2 separate regions of the Anas platyrhynchos genome follow, and region 2 is linked to region 1. The links are chromatin contacts, called in public Hi-C maps. All regions are on one chromosome and are shown on one strand. The core of a region is the stretch at or near the end of the contact, and the rest is flanking DNA. Distances in the headings are between cores, read along the strand shown.

Evidence for each region. A called contact is a pair of places that touch in the nucleus more often than the background predicts.
Region 2: a Hi-C map of liver shows a contact between it and region 1, with 2.5 times the contacts expected there. The contact joins the promoter of SLC27A4 here to the promoter of NAIF1 in region 1. A contact is called at or near these places in 3 of 8 Hi-C or Micro-C datasets (liver, skeletal muscle and subcutaneous adipose tissue).

Annotation. Positions count from the first base shown.
Region 1 is chr18:8,022,038-8,029,628 of IASCAAS_PekinDuck_T2T, forward strand. NAIF1 (nuclear apoptosis inducing factor 1) reads left to right here and starts at 3,164. Exons shown (of 2, transcript XM_027471061.3): 1 at 3,164-3,948; 2 at 4,530-5,217. The coding sequence starts at 3,414. The coding sequence ends at 4,993. SLC25A25 (solute carrier family 25 member 25) reads right to left here and starts at 2,626. Exons shown (of 11, transcript XM_072025312.1): 1 at 2,239-2,626. The coding sequence starts at 2,568.
Region 2 is chr18:8,196,631-8,204,221 of IASCAAS_PekinDuck_T2T, forward strand. SLC27A4 (solute carrier family 27 member 4) reads right to left here and starts at 3,713. Exons shown (of 13, transcript XM_027470622.3): 1 at 3,580-3,713; 2 at 936-1,102; 3 at 1-297. The coding sequence starts at 1,096. TRNAR-UCU (transfer RNA arginine (anticodon UCU)) reads left to right here and starts at 3,894; the gene lies at 3,894-3,985. COQ4 (coenzyme Q4) reads right to left here. Exons shown (of 7, transcript XM_027470627.3): 7 at 6,078-7,374. The coding sequence ends at 7,212.

The DNA.
Region 1 (7,591 bases), core at 1,914-4,413:
CATTACCATGAGGTGAAACCGCTCTCAGACAGGCTCAGGGCATCTCCATTTGTTCTCTTAGCCAGGAGAGGCGACTGAGAGGCCACCAGCTGGAACCTCAGCCCGTAACACAGCCTCACTCAGGCAGAGTTGGGGTGGCTTCCTTTGGGAAGGTGAGAGCGAGGCAGTCACACAGGTTAAGGCCGGGAGAAACAAGGATATCAGAGAGGCCAAATCCATCAGTTTTTAGCAACACGCCGTCTCCAGATACAGAGCAGGAGGCACAGTGCTGGCTGCACGACCCCTATTCCCATTAAACACATTTTCAGTTCTAAAAACCCACACAAACATCTTCAGGAGGGGAGGCAGAGAGCAGCAAGAACATTGACTGCTCCCGAGGCAGGACTGTGCTCCCTGCAGGGGACATGAGCCTCCACAGCAGTTTCCCGTGGCTGTTCCCTTCCCACTCAGGCAGCGAGGTGTGCACGTTGCTTCCCGGCCCCAGCACAAACAAGCGTTTCTCTGGAAAGCTCATAGATCTGGCACGCGGTATTTGTCAAATGGCTTAAAGATAACAGCACAGCCTTAAAAAAAAAACATGGTTTACATAAGCAAATTCCACCCCAAAGGACATCTGGGTCCAACTTCTCTCCCCGCCGCCGAAGGCCACCCCAGAACAAAAGGCAGCAGCTTCCTGAACGCAGCCCGGGGCTTTATCTGGGTGAGAACCGGGAGGCTGGAGGAGACAAAACATTGCTCCTTTGCTCTGAGTGCCAGCCCAGAGCGGGCGCTGCTGCCACCAGGACTCGTGGCCTGCTGACAGAGCTCAGCCGCCCACAGCTGGCACTGCCCTGGCATCGCAGGGCTGGTGTTCGTCCCTGCTGTCCGTCAGGCACGGGGAGGGAGCTCCCCTATCAAATGTCCTCCTGCATGGGAGGAGCAGTGAGAGGTACCCGAGGCCCTGAGCGAGTTACTGAGCACAAGCAGCCCGTGAGATTTGTGCTCAAACCCATCTCCAACACCACGTCTGCTCCATCGGAGGTTTTCATCCCGACCTTACACTGCCCTGACTGCGACGTGGCGTTAGGCACCCACGTGTCAGTGTCACCCCGAGCCCGGCTGGGGAAGGCAAAGGAACGGCTTTTAATAGAACTCCCTGGGAAACAGGAAGTTTGTGAAGTTTTTAAAAAAAGCCACAGGGCGGAAGCTTTCCAGCCGGCTCTCACGTGCCCAAGTGGAACCCAGAGCTCCAAACCCTGCATTCAGCCCCTACCCGGAGCTCTCACACTGCTGCAGGGGGGGCTCTGATGCCCCCACCAGCTCCGTTTCTCTACCCAGCTGCTTCCTGCGGAGCAGGAGGGGAAGCAGAGGAGTAAAAAGGGCATTTGGGTTCATGGCACATCCTCACAGCCTGGAAAGTGTCAGGCTGGATGGAGTAAAGTCCCCGGGAGGAGAAGGGAACGCGAACCGAGAGCGGCACACGGGCACAGAACATTCTGGGGCACAGCCTCCTGCCAGCACCCAGGGCTCCAGCCCCACGGGCAGCAGGCCGGCATGTCACAGGGTGTGCACAGCTGATTTATGGGGTGTGAGGGGGGGCGATCGGGTTTCAGCACCGAAGCAAATTGCCATGGAATGGCAAATTTAGAAGCAGCAGCAGGAAATCACCCCCAGGATCCTCGTGCTGCCCAAGAGTTATCACGCTCTGCAGCAAGGTGCCAACCGAAAAGCAACGTCAACACCTAAAAGGGGTTACAGTTAGAAGGGAGCTAGCACCTTTGGGAAGAGTGGATGCACATGGTCAGAGCAAGTGAAGGGATCAGGGAGGGAGCAGGAGCCATCGTTTCAGTTTTCTCCTCTGCCTCAGAAGCTCCCTGCCGGTCACAGCCCGGCTGCGGCCCTTCCCCTCCCTGGAGTCATCCCGGGACACGCAGCGCTTTTATGACCCTACACCCATGGGCCGAGCTGCGTGTGCCCCGATAAGCTGCTTCCTGACTCACAGGGACCTCAACCCCACTAAGCGCGATGAAACGGGGCCGTGTCCCCACGGCTGGCACCGGGGCTCCCCATAGGCAGCCCCGGGAGCTGGGTGCCGGCAGCAGGTGGCAGCTCCCGATGCCCAGCACCCAGCGGGGCAGTTTATAGGGCTCGTGTGCCACCGGCACGGCCCCAGAAACCTTCAAAAAAAACCTGACATGGGATTACCGAGCACAAACCGGGCCCTGCCCGTACCCCCGGTGCCCCCCGCCCCCCGCTCACCAGCAGGTCCAGCTCGGTGCGGTGCAGCCCGAGGCGGCCCAGCCCCACGGCCAGGTCGTGGATGCAGAGGGCGCCGTCGCGGTTCACGTCCAGCTTCTGGAACAGGGCCCGGAGCCGCCGCTCCTGCTCCGAGGCCTCGCACAGCGCCCGCCCGCAGGGACCGGCACCGGGACCGGCACCGGAGCCGCCGCCACCACCACCGGCAGCACCACCAGCACCACCGTCGGTCACGGAAGCGGTGCCGGGAGCGGCGGCGGCCCGCGGGGAGCCGCAGGGGCAGAGCACTCCGCTCACCACGGGGGACGCCAGCGAGCGCCGCGCCCCCGGCATCCTCCCGCCGCCCGCCCCGCCGCCAAATGGCGGCACTTCCGCCGCCGCCAGCCGCCGGCCGCTTCCGCCTTCGCGCCACGCGCCGCCGCCCCCACGTGACGCCCCCCCGCCGCCCAATGGTAGAGGTTCCCGGCGCTGACGTCACGCCGGCACGCGCTGCCTCCCGGCTCGCAGCCAATCGGAACGCGGCGTCGCGCGCGAGCCGGTATAGGAGGGCTGAGCGAGCGCCTATTGGTTAAAACGCCGGGGGGGAGGCGGGGAAAAGCTGCGGTTGCTCCAATCAGATCGCGAGCCCGGCCTCCGTTTGATCTTGACGGACGTGGCGCGCACCCAGCAGCTTCCAGACGGGGGTGGGCGCTGTGCGTTGATTGGCAGGGAAGCAACCAATAGGATTAGAGCGGGGAAATTTAGGGGCGGGCCCGGCCTCACGGAGGCCCAGTGCCATGAGGGAAGCGGGGAGGCGGGGCCTCCCCGCCCCTCCCCTTGACGGACAGCCGGATCGACCAATAGCCGCGCTCCTCTCCCACGGGGGGGCGGGACCCTGAGGGTGACGAGCAGCCGCGCGGCCCAACCAGGCGCGGCGGGACGGGGGGGCTGATTCTGGAAGCCATTACGCCAGTGTCGGAGGGCGGAGGCCGTTGAGCGGGGCCCGCCGGCTGCCGGCGGTACGCAAATTGCGTACCGTTGGCGGTTGCTAAGGGCCGCGGCTGGGGGGGGGGAGCGGGAAGGGGGCGCGCGGCCTCCACAGGGCCCTGAGGGGCCCCGCGCCCCCCTCCCCGACCCGGGGGGGGCCGCGACCCCTCGAGGCGCCCCCGAAAGCCCTTCACGAGGCTCCCCTCGGGGCCATGGCGTCGCCGCCCGCCCCCCCGGCCAAGAAGCGCAAGATGAACTTCTCGGAGCGCGAGGTGGAGATCATCGTGGAGGAGCTGGAGCGCGGCAAGCACCTGCTGGTCAACCACTTCAACGCCGGCGTGCCCCTGGCCGCCAAGGCCGCCGCCTGGCACGACATCCTGCGGCGCGTCAACGCCGTGGCCACCTGCCGCCGAGAGCTGCCCGAGGTGAAGAAGAAGTGGTCGGACCTCAAGACCGAGGTGCGCCGCAAGGTGGCCCAGGTGCGGGCCGCCATGGAAGGACAAGGCGGTGAAGGACAAGGCGGTGGAGCAGGAGGAGGAGGAGGAGGAGGAGGAGGCACGGCGGAGGGCGAGGAGGCGGCGGGAGGGGCGGCGGCCGCCCCCGTCATCCTCACGCCCATGCAGCAGCGCATCTGCAACCTGCTGGGGGAGGCCACCATCATCAGCCTGCCCGGCGGGGAGTGCGGCGCGGGGGACGGCGGCGAGATCCCCATCACCGCCGCGGCCGCCACCGTCACGCTGACGCAGAGTGAGTGCGGCGCCCGCACGAGGGGCGGTTGGAGGTCTTGTGGGGAGCCCCACCCCCACCCCAAGTAACAAAAAGCCCCTTCCCAAAGTGCTGTAGGGGAGCGGCTCCAAGGTGGTCATGTACTGCAAGTCAGCTTTGACAGCTGGGGTCGGCCTTAAGAGCAGGAATTGTGCGGTCCCCTTCTCGCAGAACAAAAGCAAAGGGAGAAATATCTCCAAGGCCCACTCCCTGGTGTGCCCCAAAGAGGAGCTGTCTGGTTGATAGGCGCCGTTCTGGGCCTTTGCCCTTCCGTCAGTTGGTGAATGGTGCTTGGAAGGAGCCCGCCAAACTGCAGGGTGAAGCGGGATTCTGTCTAGACAGACATAGCGTGCCCTGTTCCCTTGGACTTTAGCGTGTACACCCCAGAAGGAAGCCGAGATGAGGGTGGAGCAGCCTTAAATAGCTCATTTTGTGCGCTCACTGTTTGCTGGACGTTATCTCGGCGAACAGGCAGTGTTACAGTTACCTTCATTGAATAGTTCTGTAGATAAAACCACTCCTTTTGCTGCTGCTCCTTACCCCTTTCTGTCCTTTGTTCTCAGTTCCTGCGGAGACGACCTACCACAGCCTGGAGGATGGCGTCGTGGAGTACTGCACCACGGAAGCCCCCGCGACGGTTACGGCCGAGGCACCCCTGGAGATGATGGCGCATCAGCACGAGGTGTCGGCCAAACCCCAGGAGCTGAAAAGCCGAATCGCCCTGAACTCAGCCAAGCTCCTGCAGGAGCAGCGAGTGACCAACTTGCACGTGAAGGAGATCGCCCAGCACCTGGAGCAGCAGAATGACTTGCTGCAGATGATCCGGCGCTCCCAGGAGGTGCAGGCGTGCGCGCAGGAGCGGCAGGCGCAGGCCATGGAAGGCACGCAGGCCGCGCTCAGCGCCCTCATCCAGGTCCTCCGCCCCATGATTAAGGACTTCCGTCGGTTTTTGCAGAGCAATACGCCCAGCCCTTCGGTGACTGCTGACCCCAGCCAGACTGGGCAGCAAGATGGCATTATCCAGTGAAAGATATGATACTGGGACGTCTTTCTTGGAAAACAAAACTGCCTCTGCTGCCGTTGGGCCCGGAGCGAGGGCTGCGAGCTCTTGTCGGTGTGAAACGGCCTCTCCTGGGAGGCTGGCCGAGCCCGGACAGCTTTCTTCTCCCCTAATCTTATGCTAAGCTGCCTTTTCAGACTCACCGTGCAGAGGGGTAGCCGGGTGTGTAATAAAGCAGGAATGTAACATTGGTTGCTTTAGTTCCTCAGAACAATAGATTTGTTTAAAAAAACGTAGAAAAGACGATAATTATTTTTATATTTGTTTGAAAACCTCTCCTAAGTCTGATACCTCGATTCCTCCCCCCCCCCCCTTTCTCTCGCCTTTAGCTGCCTTGTAACAGGGAGAGCCTCCTTGTATCACAGTGCTGAAGCTGCCAAGGTACAGTTACTGTAACTGGTGCATGGCAGTGGGTGATTTCCTGTCTCTTGCTGAAAGCATTTGCTGGAAACGCGGTACCAGGGGCGGTTCAGCCCTGTCTCTGCACTGCGAGTGGTGGATGCTGCTCTGGGAGCACGAAATGCAGCCCACGCAGGCCAGCATCGAGCCTACATGCGGTTTAAATCCCACCCACGTCCCCTTAGGATATAAATGGGGTTAAAAGCGAGCGTTCACCTCGTGTTCTGCCTGTGTGCGGCCAGGAGATTGCACTTTCAAGTTCGTAGAGATGAAAAGGCCGTGCCTTGGTTAGCAGGCGCTGCCCTGGGCTGCGTGTCGGAGCACACACAGGTTGCACTCAGGTGGGCCTGCAGGCGAAACTCCAGCTCTGTCACCTCCCTGATCCGTTCATCCATCGAAGGGCCCGGAGTACAGGGCTTCAGCCACGCAGTGACTCCCAACCCTGAGGAGTTTGTCAGCCCCTTGTTCTAGTGAGGTTTGGAGCATGAATTGGGTCTAGCGGTGGTGTTGGTTCCGTCCTTCTCAGAGCTGGAGGCAGTACAGCAGCTCTTTGTTAGCCTGCTAACAGTTATTTCAGCCGGGTTAGTTTCCTGGCTTTGACCAGGAGGCTGAGAAACGGCTGCGAGGCTCAGCTCAGCCCTTCCTACAGTTACACGGGGTTGGGCAGCGTTCGCAGCCGCTGTTTGTGAGGCGCTCAGGCTGCTGGGTTCAGTCCTCACCGAGCAAGCTCAGTGTCACAAGGCACTAAATGGGATTTGTACAGACCCAGGGTAGCTTCATGACATTTTAGACAGAGCTCCATGTGTACATGCATGGAAACAAACCCCAAAACTAAAGAGAAGGAAGCAGAGCTCTTTTCCCCATACCTTGCAGAGTGTTTCACGTTTAATAGGCTTGGTGCTTGCCGGATGCTGCTTTTGAAACCGAACCTTTTCAGAGCTGGTTTTTGCTTGCTGTTACGTCTCCTGTGGGGCTGAGAAGTGGTGAACAAAGACTGCCGAGGGAGCGAATTGGCACAACCAAACGAAACCTTTACGTGTGTTATGGTGAGGTGCCGAGGGGGTCCCCCGGGTTGGGGTCCCCCGGTTGGAGCAGGAGGCAAACAGGCTCCTGCTGCCCGCCCCTGTAGTGATCTCGTCTCATCTGCAAGTCTGAGGGCAGAGAAAAGAACAACGCAGCCCCAAGGCTTCGGCCCGGGAGGACTCCTGACCCCCTGACACCGACAGCTCTGCGCTGAGTCAGGGCGGCATCAGCGGCGCCTTCCCACCTTGCCTGGCACCGGCCGCGTGAGTAACGCTCGCCTGACTCCTCTCAGACGCGGTGGAGTCAAATCAATTGCTCAACTGAAGGCTATTTTTAAAGCAAAAAGCTCTGCCCTGTGTGTTGTTTTACCTCGTTTGTGTAACGATCTCTCCTTTGCAAATATAAATTTTAATAAAAAAAACACGTTTTTGGTAAACAGCTTGCAGTCCGTCGGTGTGCTGCGGGGCAAGGTGAGCTCGTGAAACCAAGTCAGCAGCACAGAGGGCTCAGTGAGAAACAGCCAAAGGCAGCTGTAAACAGCCAGGTGTCACGGTAGGTTTTTTTCCTCGTTTATGAACTTTGTGGCCTTGTATTTGCATAATTGTGCTCTTTTTTTTCCCCCAAATCACAGCTTTTACAGCCTTACCTCCCCGCGTGTGACAGACTCCCGAGGGATACCGACCTCCCGGCTGCTCCAGCCCAAAAGGAGGGATGTGGTGCCAGCCTCCCGATCGAAATCAGCGCTCGTCCTGGCGGTGCGAAACCCTCAAGGTGTCACTGTTCAGAGGAGTGAAGGCGCTGCCCTCGGAACCTCCCATTTTTCTGATGTTTTCAGCATAAACACGGAGCTTAGTCAGGCCGGCAGCGTTCGGGAGCGAGTTCCGCGTGCGCATTTTTGTCTCATTAAAGAGCTGTAGCAAGGTTTTAAGTACAGGGTGAGCACCGTCATTAGGGGCTTGGCTCATTTCAAGGTCATCGGGCTCGGGGAGGGAGAGAAAACGTGTCCCTGAAAGCCAAAACCAGGGGGGCTGGGCACACGGGGCACTTACGGGGCAAACACATGCATGGCATGGCGCTGAATGGGGAATTTGTGCCCCAAGCAGAACGAAAGCTAAGGGGCAGCATCTCACAGGTGTCTGTTTG
Region 2 (7,591 bases), core at 2,463-4,962, 180 kb after region 1:
GTCTCCACCCCGATCTTGGCCAAGCCGAGCCACAGCCCCACGTACTGATTGCGGGACTCCATGAACAGAGCCACCACATCACCCGAGCGGAAACCTTGGCCGTAGAAGAAATTGGCCACTTGGTTGGAGTACTCATCCAGCTGCCGGAAAGTCCAGCTCTCGCCGGTGCCTTGGAAGATCAGCGCCGTCTTCTCCGGGTACTTGCTGGCGGTTTGCTGGAAGATCTTGGCGATCGTGTTCTTCTCCTTCACATGCCTCCACACCTGCCACTTCACCCGCAGCAGGACCAGCCCCGTGCTGCCAAAAAGAAGGGGAGCAGGAGGGAAGCTGCTTAGTGAGCCCTGCAGAAAGATTTCCTACAAAGCTGGCAGAGCACAGAGGCCTTGCTTGGAGCTGCAGCAGCCCAGCGCTGCTCAAGGCCTTGCTCTAGGCCAGCAGCAGCTCTGGATGCTTCCCCAAAACAGCGTGGACATAGGCAGAAGCCCTCTGCAAAAGCCAGGAGGCCAAGGACAGAGTTTCTGTGGAAGGCTGCAGACAGGGATGTCCCCCTTAAAGGGACGCCTTGGAGCCTCGGGGGCTCTCCAAGAGGTGCCACCACTCCCCACCAGCCACATTTTTGCCAGGACCTGGCACTGCCTGGTACCAGCCGACCCTGCCCAGGCTCCTAGTGCCGTGCCAGCAGTTTTAGGGACAGAATGAAGTACAAGGACAAGGTCAGCCACTAGATTTCAGAGCTCAGCTGAAATCTATCTTTCCCGGGAAAACTTTGACCGAGAGTTTGGAGCCATCCGGGCGCGGCAGAGGGAAACTAAGGAAGTGCCAGGGAGATCTGCGGGCTGGGTGCCAGCAGAAAGCAAGAGCTGTGCAGGGAGCCGGGGGCTGCACTCACACACCCCAGTGCAAAGCAGCTGGGCTGCCCCAGCCAGGACACTTACGTGACATCCCTTCGTACTGTCTTGATGAATATGAGGAAGAAGTCCCATCCCCCGGATCCCAGGTAGAAGACGAAGAGCGCGGGGATGGCCTGGGCCCAGGACAGCTCCAGGCTGACCCTGAAGAACAGCAGCAGCGCTGCGAAGGCCGCCAGACGCAGCATCGTGGCCTGCAGGGAGAGAGAAACCACAGAGATCGACCCACGCACCCCGGAGACAGCAAAGCCACGGGCAGGGGCTGCATTAGCAGTCCCCAAAGCCCCCCAGCATCACTGCTGCTCCTCGCAGCGAGGATGTAATGCAGCAGGCCAGATCTCCTGCAGGTGTAACATTACCAGAGCCTGGCCACGGGCGCCAGGTAAGCCCCTGGCACAGCACAGCTCTGCTTAGTGCTCGCCAAAAGCCTGGCTGTTCCTAGTTGGGAGCCCCAGCCAGGGACACAGACCCATCCCAGCAGCAGTAGATGCAGGATAACGTCACTGCACGGATTTGGAAGTGTTGTTGTGCAGCAGAGTCCGTATAGATTTTAGAAGGCACCAAGGCAGGGTGAGCTCAGCTCTCACCCCAGCCCAGCTCCAAATCCCTCCCCGCAACCCCACTGTCCCCACAGCATCAATTTCCCAATACGCCTGGCTCCAGGACAGCCTCCATGAGTGCCGGAGAGCTCAGCTTCACCAGCTCCCCAGCACAGCTCGGGCAGGAACAGGAAACTCTGTCCTTTAAGCTCTGCTCGTGTTTGTAAACTCTGCTGTCAGCGGGCAGCTTCCTGGCCTGGCGCTGCTGGAGACGCGGCCGAGCGGCCGGGGGGCCACGAGGCCGGGCATGGGGCAGAAGCAGAAGGGCTGTCCCTGCCTCCAGACACACAGGGACCCCGTCCCCATGCCCCGTGGGCTGTCACTGCTGTTCCTGCCCCCCCAGCAAGCAGCTCCTCTGTCCCCATCCCAAACATCCCCCCCATGCAGCTCCAGGACCCGGCAGCAATCGCAGTTTAGTGAAGGCTCTTTTCAGGTAGTGGCATCAGGCAGAGAAAAGAGACAGTGGCATGACCCCAAAGGCTGTGAGATAAAACGGGTCCTTCCTGGCATGGAGCGTGGGCCACAGAGGAAGGAAACCTTCATGTAATTTCCCTTTCCCTCTTGAAAATGAATGCACTGCTCCAAAGCTGGCAGCTGCGGGTGGCTCTGCCACAGCCTGCGGAGCTGGGAGCCACGCTACAAGCCCAGGGCTGCCCCATGTGGGACAGACAACATGAGATGGAGGAGCCGAGGCCGTGCCACACGGTCACCGTGCCCTGGCACGCCACACTGCCTGCCTGCAGCCCAGCAGGAGCGGGTCGGGACGTAGCAGAGCCCAGGGTGCTGCTCCCAGCCATGGGGACATCCCCCAGCACGCAGAACCCAGCCCAAACCTCCCCGCTCACATCCAAGCTCTCCCAACAAACATCTCCCAGGCTCGAGGCCCCACACCGCAGTCCCTCAGCCCTTCAGCAGGGCAGCACCCACTGTATTTCCCCCCCCAGGAACCTCTCTGCTCAGTTTAACAGGGACATTCCCGGATCACCGCCAACCCCCTGCGCCTCGGCCAAAGACCTGAGCCCTGAGCTCCAGGGGGCAGGGAGAGCCGGGCGGGGGGCACACTGCGTGGGCTGCACGGCATCGCAGCGCCCACGTGAAGGCGAGACAGGCCCAGGCAGGCGCCTCTTATCCGCCCCTCTCATCTCTCCTGCACGCCAAGCACACGGTGCCCTGTATGGACATGGCAGGGTTGGGGTCCTTATGGGTTCAGCTCCTGTCCAGCCGAGCCAACCCATGGAAATTCGGAGCTGTCTGTAGCTCCGCAGGAGGGTGGCGTGATGGAAAACGCCGGGATTTGTCACCCGGGCATGGAAAGCTGAGGAGAGCTGGGGAAAGGGCTCTGGTGCTGTGGGGTGGGGGCAGGCAGCGGGACCCCAGGTGCCGCAGCTTCCCCCAGCCCTGCCAAAACCCCACACGGGGCTGGAGCTCCCCGTGGGCAATGCCCCGGGTGGGTGGCACCTCCTCGACACCTCCGGGGGGGCACAGCTCCGTGAGGACCCCCGCTGACCACCACCCACCTCCTCCACGAGGAACCGGCCTTCACCAACAATTTTGGGTTGAAAAAGGGCCGGTTCAGCCCAGCGGAGGGGCTCGGAGGCCGTGACCGTGGGCAGCAGCAGCTCCTCCCCGGTGCCCTGGCTGGGGGGGCCGGGCTGGGGACCGACCCCCCCAGGACCCAGCCCCAACCCCAGCCAACCGCAGAGGCCCGGAGGCTCCCCGGGACCCCCCCCGGTCCCCCCCGGTGCTCCGGGATGGGGTCACCGGGACCCCCCCCGCCCTCCCCAGCCCCTCGCTGCCGCAGTCCCCGCCCGGCCCCTCACCTCCTCACCGCCCTCCCCGCTCCCCGTTCTCCCCATTTCCCCCCCCCCCCCGGTACCGGCAGCACCTCCCCGGTGCCCAAAACGACCGATTTCTCCCCAAAACGACCCCAAGCCCCCTCCAGCCCCCTCGGGGGTGGGGGGGGGGGGACACCGGTGGGGCGGGGCGAGGCTCCCGTTCCCATACCCGTACCCGGAGCTGCACCGGGGACACCGTAAGAGAATGAGGAGGGGAAGGGGGGGCCCGGCTCTTACCGGGCTGCGGCGCTCTCCGGTGCGGCCCGGCCACCTGCACCGCCACCGGGAGCCGGAGCCGGAGCGGGGCCGGGAGCGGGGCCCGCCCGCCGCTGCGGCACGGCCCGCGGGGCCCGCCGGGACTTGTAGTCCCGCCCGGCACCGCCCTCCCTGCGGCCCCCGCCGCCGTTACCAAGCGGGAGCTGCCCCGGGAACCGGGATCGGGAACGGGAACGGGAACGGCACCGGGGGCTGCAGGGGGGGAGGTGGGGGAGAACCGGAGGGAGGAGGGGGAGCGAAGGGAAAAGGCGGCGAGGGCGGCGGGGCAGTCCGACGGCTCTGTGGCGCAATGGATAGCGCATTGGACTTCTAGCGCGGCGTGACGGGAGTCATTCAAAGGTTGTGGGTTCGAGTCCCACCAGAGTCGTATTTTGCCCCCCCTGGAAAAGGAGGCTCCGGGTGCACGGTGACACCGCGGGGACCCCCCCCCTCTGGTGCAGCGGGGAGGGGAACGCGGCCGTGGCTGAGGAAATGGGGGGGGGGCTCTCATTTTTAATGTCTGGGTTACAGCGGGGGGAGGAAGCAGGCAGAAAGCGTGGGGCAGCCCTCACAGCCTCCTCCCAGCCCCACACCTCAGGGCTCCGGCCCTGCTGAAGCCCCCTTTGGGTTTGGGGGACACAGCGGGGGGTGCACGGTGGGGCTCAGCCCCCTTTTTGCCCCCCAACCTCCTCCTCTCTCCCGGGGGAGCCGCCTGCGCCAGCGGTGCTGCTGTCAGCGCCAGCAGCCGGACAGATGTGGGCCGGATGCCGGAGGACGAGGCTATTGTAGGCCCGGAGGTGGATCCCCGTGTTTGTGCCGTGGTTTTATCTCCCGTTCAGGATGAAAATCTTCCTCTCCGTGTCCAGACGTAACAACAAACCACCCTGACGCTTCAGAGCACGCAGCAAACCGGCAGCAGGCACTACTGCGGGGTTCCTGGCGTGTTTCTGATTCCATCATCACCCCTTAAAAAAAAATAAATAACCAACAACCCACACAACAAAACCTGACAAAACCCTCCAGCACGGTGATGTGGCAAAACCAGGAGGCTGCCAGGCGAAGCCGCCTGACTGCCTCGAAACCAGGCAGGCCGCAGCACCACAGGCCGGCCTACGGGGCCAGGCTGAGTTTGGGGCCGTGGGGCGTCGAGCTGAGGGCACCGCGTGTCCCTTGGCACCAGCCGTGCCACTGCTGTTGGGAACTGTGTGGGAATGAGCCAGGGAAGGAGATTTTGGGGGCACGGCCCTTCCCTTGGCTTAATAAACATGCACCAGTTGGGGGGCAGCACGCGGTTCAGCAGCAGTGTCACCTCAGTGCCAGGTGTTGGTATTTGGGGTACAGCATCCCCAAACAGCCAAGCAGCCCCCCGCTGGTGGTGATAGCCGAGCTGCCACTTGTCTGCAGCAAACACAACCTGAAAACCACACGTTTTTGTATGGTTTGTGCCTGGCCTGCCAAAACCCTCCCCACTTACTCCCCACTGCCTCTATTTGTACAGATAGGAAAAGCAATGGTAAAGGCCAGCAGGAGCCACGGTGGCACTTAAGTGATGTGGCTGAACAGATGCAGTTTAAAATTATATTACGTGCTATTTGTGCAGCCCTGGCACCGGCCCAGCAGGCGACCCGCAGCCCGGTGCTGTGTGAGCATGGCAGGCAGGCCTCTGGCGTCCGACCTGCAGCCAAACGCCCCTCGGGAGCATCAGCTCCTGCGCTTCTTGGTCACTGCTCTCAGGTTTCTGGATGAGGTGAATCTCCCCTGCCCTTCAGTTTAACTGCCTCAAAGCCCCAACATGTTTCTGATACGGAAAAGCACGTTTCTGGGTATGGTTATAAGGCTAATTCCTCCTATCACCTTGACCAGTATGATATGACAGCCCCCACTCACTCTGTATGTTTATAAAATATCTTTTATTATCTGCTTAAAATAGGAAATTAAAATCTGGGAGGATATTTCATAAATTACAAGAAACCATCTCAGAACTGGGACTTAGCGTTTTTGTTAGGGACAGGAACTCCCTGCCCCGCAGGACAGCAGCGTGGGTACACCCGGGGGCAGCGGCACCCACGTCCCCTTTGCCCCAGTGCTGGGGGTGACTCAGGGCCATGTCCTGCTGTGGGATCCCAGCCCTCTGCCCTGCTGCTCACAGCGGCTGCAGCCCATGTGCTGGTGTTAGCATGGACTTCAGAGGGGCCTTGTCAGAGCCAGGGTTGAAAATGGGGAGTCACAATGGAAATCAAACCTATTCCACATGTGCAAATCCCAGCTGCAATGGGGCTGCTCCAGGAGCGGGATGGGGGATTCGCAGAGCTGTGTGGCAGCCCCAGCCCACAGCCCGCTTCGTGCTCCTGTCCCCCTGGGGATGCATGCCCGGCCGCTTGCCTTTGGCACCACCACAGACAAAGAACGAGAGACCCACGTCAGATCTCCCCATCGGACGGGGAGGGTGAGTGGAAGGACAGGGATAATGAACCACGGGCTGCACCACAGACTTTATTAAGCGAGAAGGAATTTCAACAGCAAGAAGACCCACCTGCCTTGTGGCTCTCTGCCGTAGCATTTCACAGCTCTGCAATCCAGCCACTGGCAGTCTGGGTGGCTGTTTAATTAACCCACACAGCAATCAGCTCCCAGACAGCCCAGCACAAACCACCCCAGCAGCCTCCGTTCCTGCTCTCCCAGGATTCAGCCCCTTATTCCCAATCATGCCATTTCCTTGTCTAAGAGGGGGACAACTCCTACTGAAAGCCCAGTACAATCGTGCAGATTTCACATTTTTGATGGGGAGGGACTACAGGGAGACCAGTGGCCACCTGGGATCTCTCCAGCAGCAGATCCAGCAGGGGTTACATCCAGAGCTATTTCCCTGCCTGCTTCTAGAGAGGAAAGAGGAGCTGGGCTGAGCCACCCTGCCCCGGGCCACAGCACACTGCACCAGGACACCGATGTTCTCCCTGCGTGCCAGGGCGTGAGCCGTGTCTGAAAGAGCTTGAGCACTGCTGAGCTGCTCCCAGGGGCACAAAGCACTCACGGTGTGGTAACGCAGCCCGTATTGATCCATCGGGGGGGCAGAGCTAGGCACCAGCACTGCTCTGGCTGATGCACACCCCAAACCTGCCCCTGGGCTGCTCTGCAAATCACAGGTTTAGCTCCGACCCAGCACTAACGTACGGCTTTAAACCTCAGGGAGGGAGGATTTACCTGATTTACCTGTGCAGCATTAGAACTGCAGAGCACCAAAGTGGTGGTTTGCTGTGCTGGCTCTGCTCCCTTCCCATCCCAGCATTTCAGAGCATCAGTTCCAGAGTGCTGCTGCCAGCGGGACCTGAGCAGCCAAACTCAGCTGGCAAAAGCACAGCAGGACTTGCCAACTCCCCACCAAATTAGAAACGGCACAAAGGGTCAAGTTTTGTCATGGCAGGGGCAGATGCAGCGTGGCCTCTACCAACAGGAGAGTGCCAGCTCTTGGCAGGAGAAAACTCAGCCCCGGGACAGGGCCGGCTGGTGGCAGAGCCACATGGGGCTCAGATGGCAGGAGGAGATGGAGTGCTGCAGGGGAGCGGCTGCTGTCTGCCAACGGGGGATCCCCCGTCCCCTCCCTGTAGCTTGAACTCTCACACTTTCACAGCTGGGGGGGGGAGGATGCCAATTTCCTCCCGCAGGGACTCCACGCTCTGCTCCCAGCGCTGCTCGTAGTAGACGTTCAGGATACAGCTGGCATTGCGCCCGCTCCGAATTGCCCAGGGAACCAGCTCTGTAGCCAGGACCTGCAGTTTTCTGGAACAAAGCACGCAGAAGATGTTGATTTTGATTTTCTCCTCCAAGTCCCTTTTTCTAGGCAGATGCAAACCCTGTGCCCCTCCACCCTTCTAGCATTCCTCTTGCTTATCTCACAGGGGAAACTCAGGCACCAAAGACGACAGTGAGCTGGGAGGGTTACAGTCAGCAGCAAACCTGAGACCAGAACTCAGGTTAACATGCAACCCCGTACTGT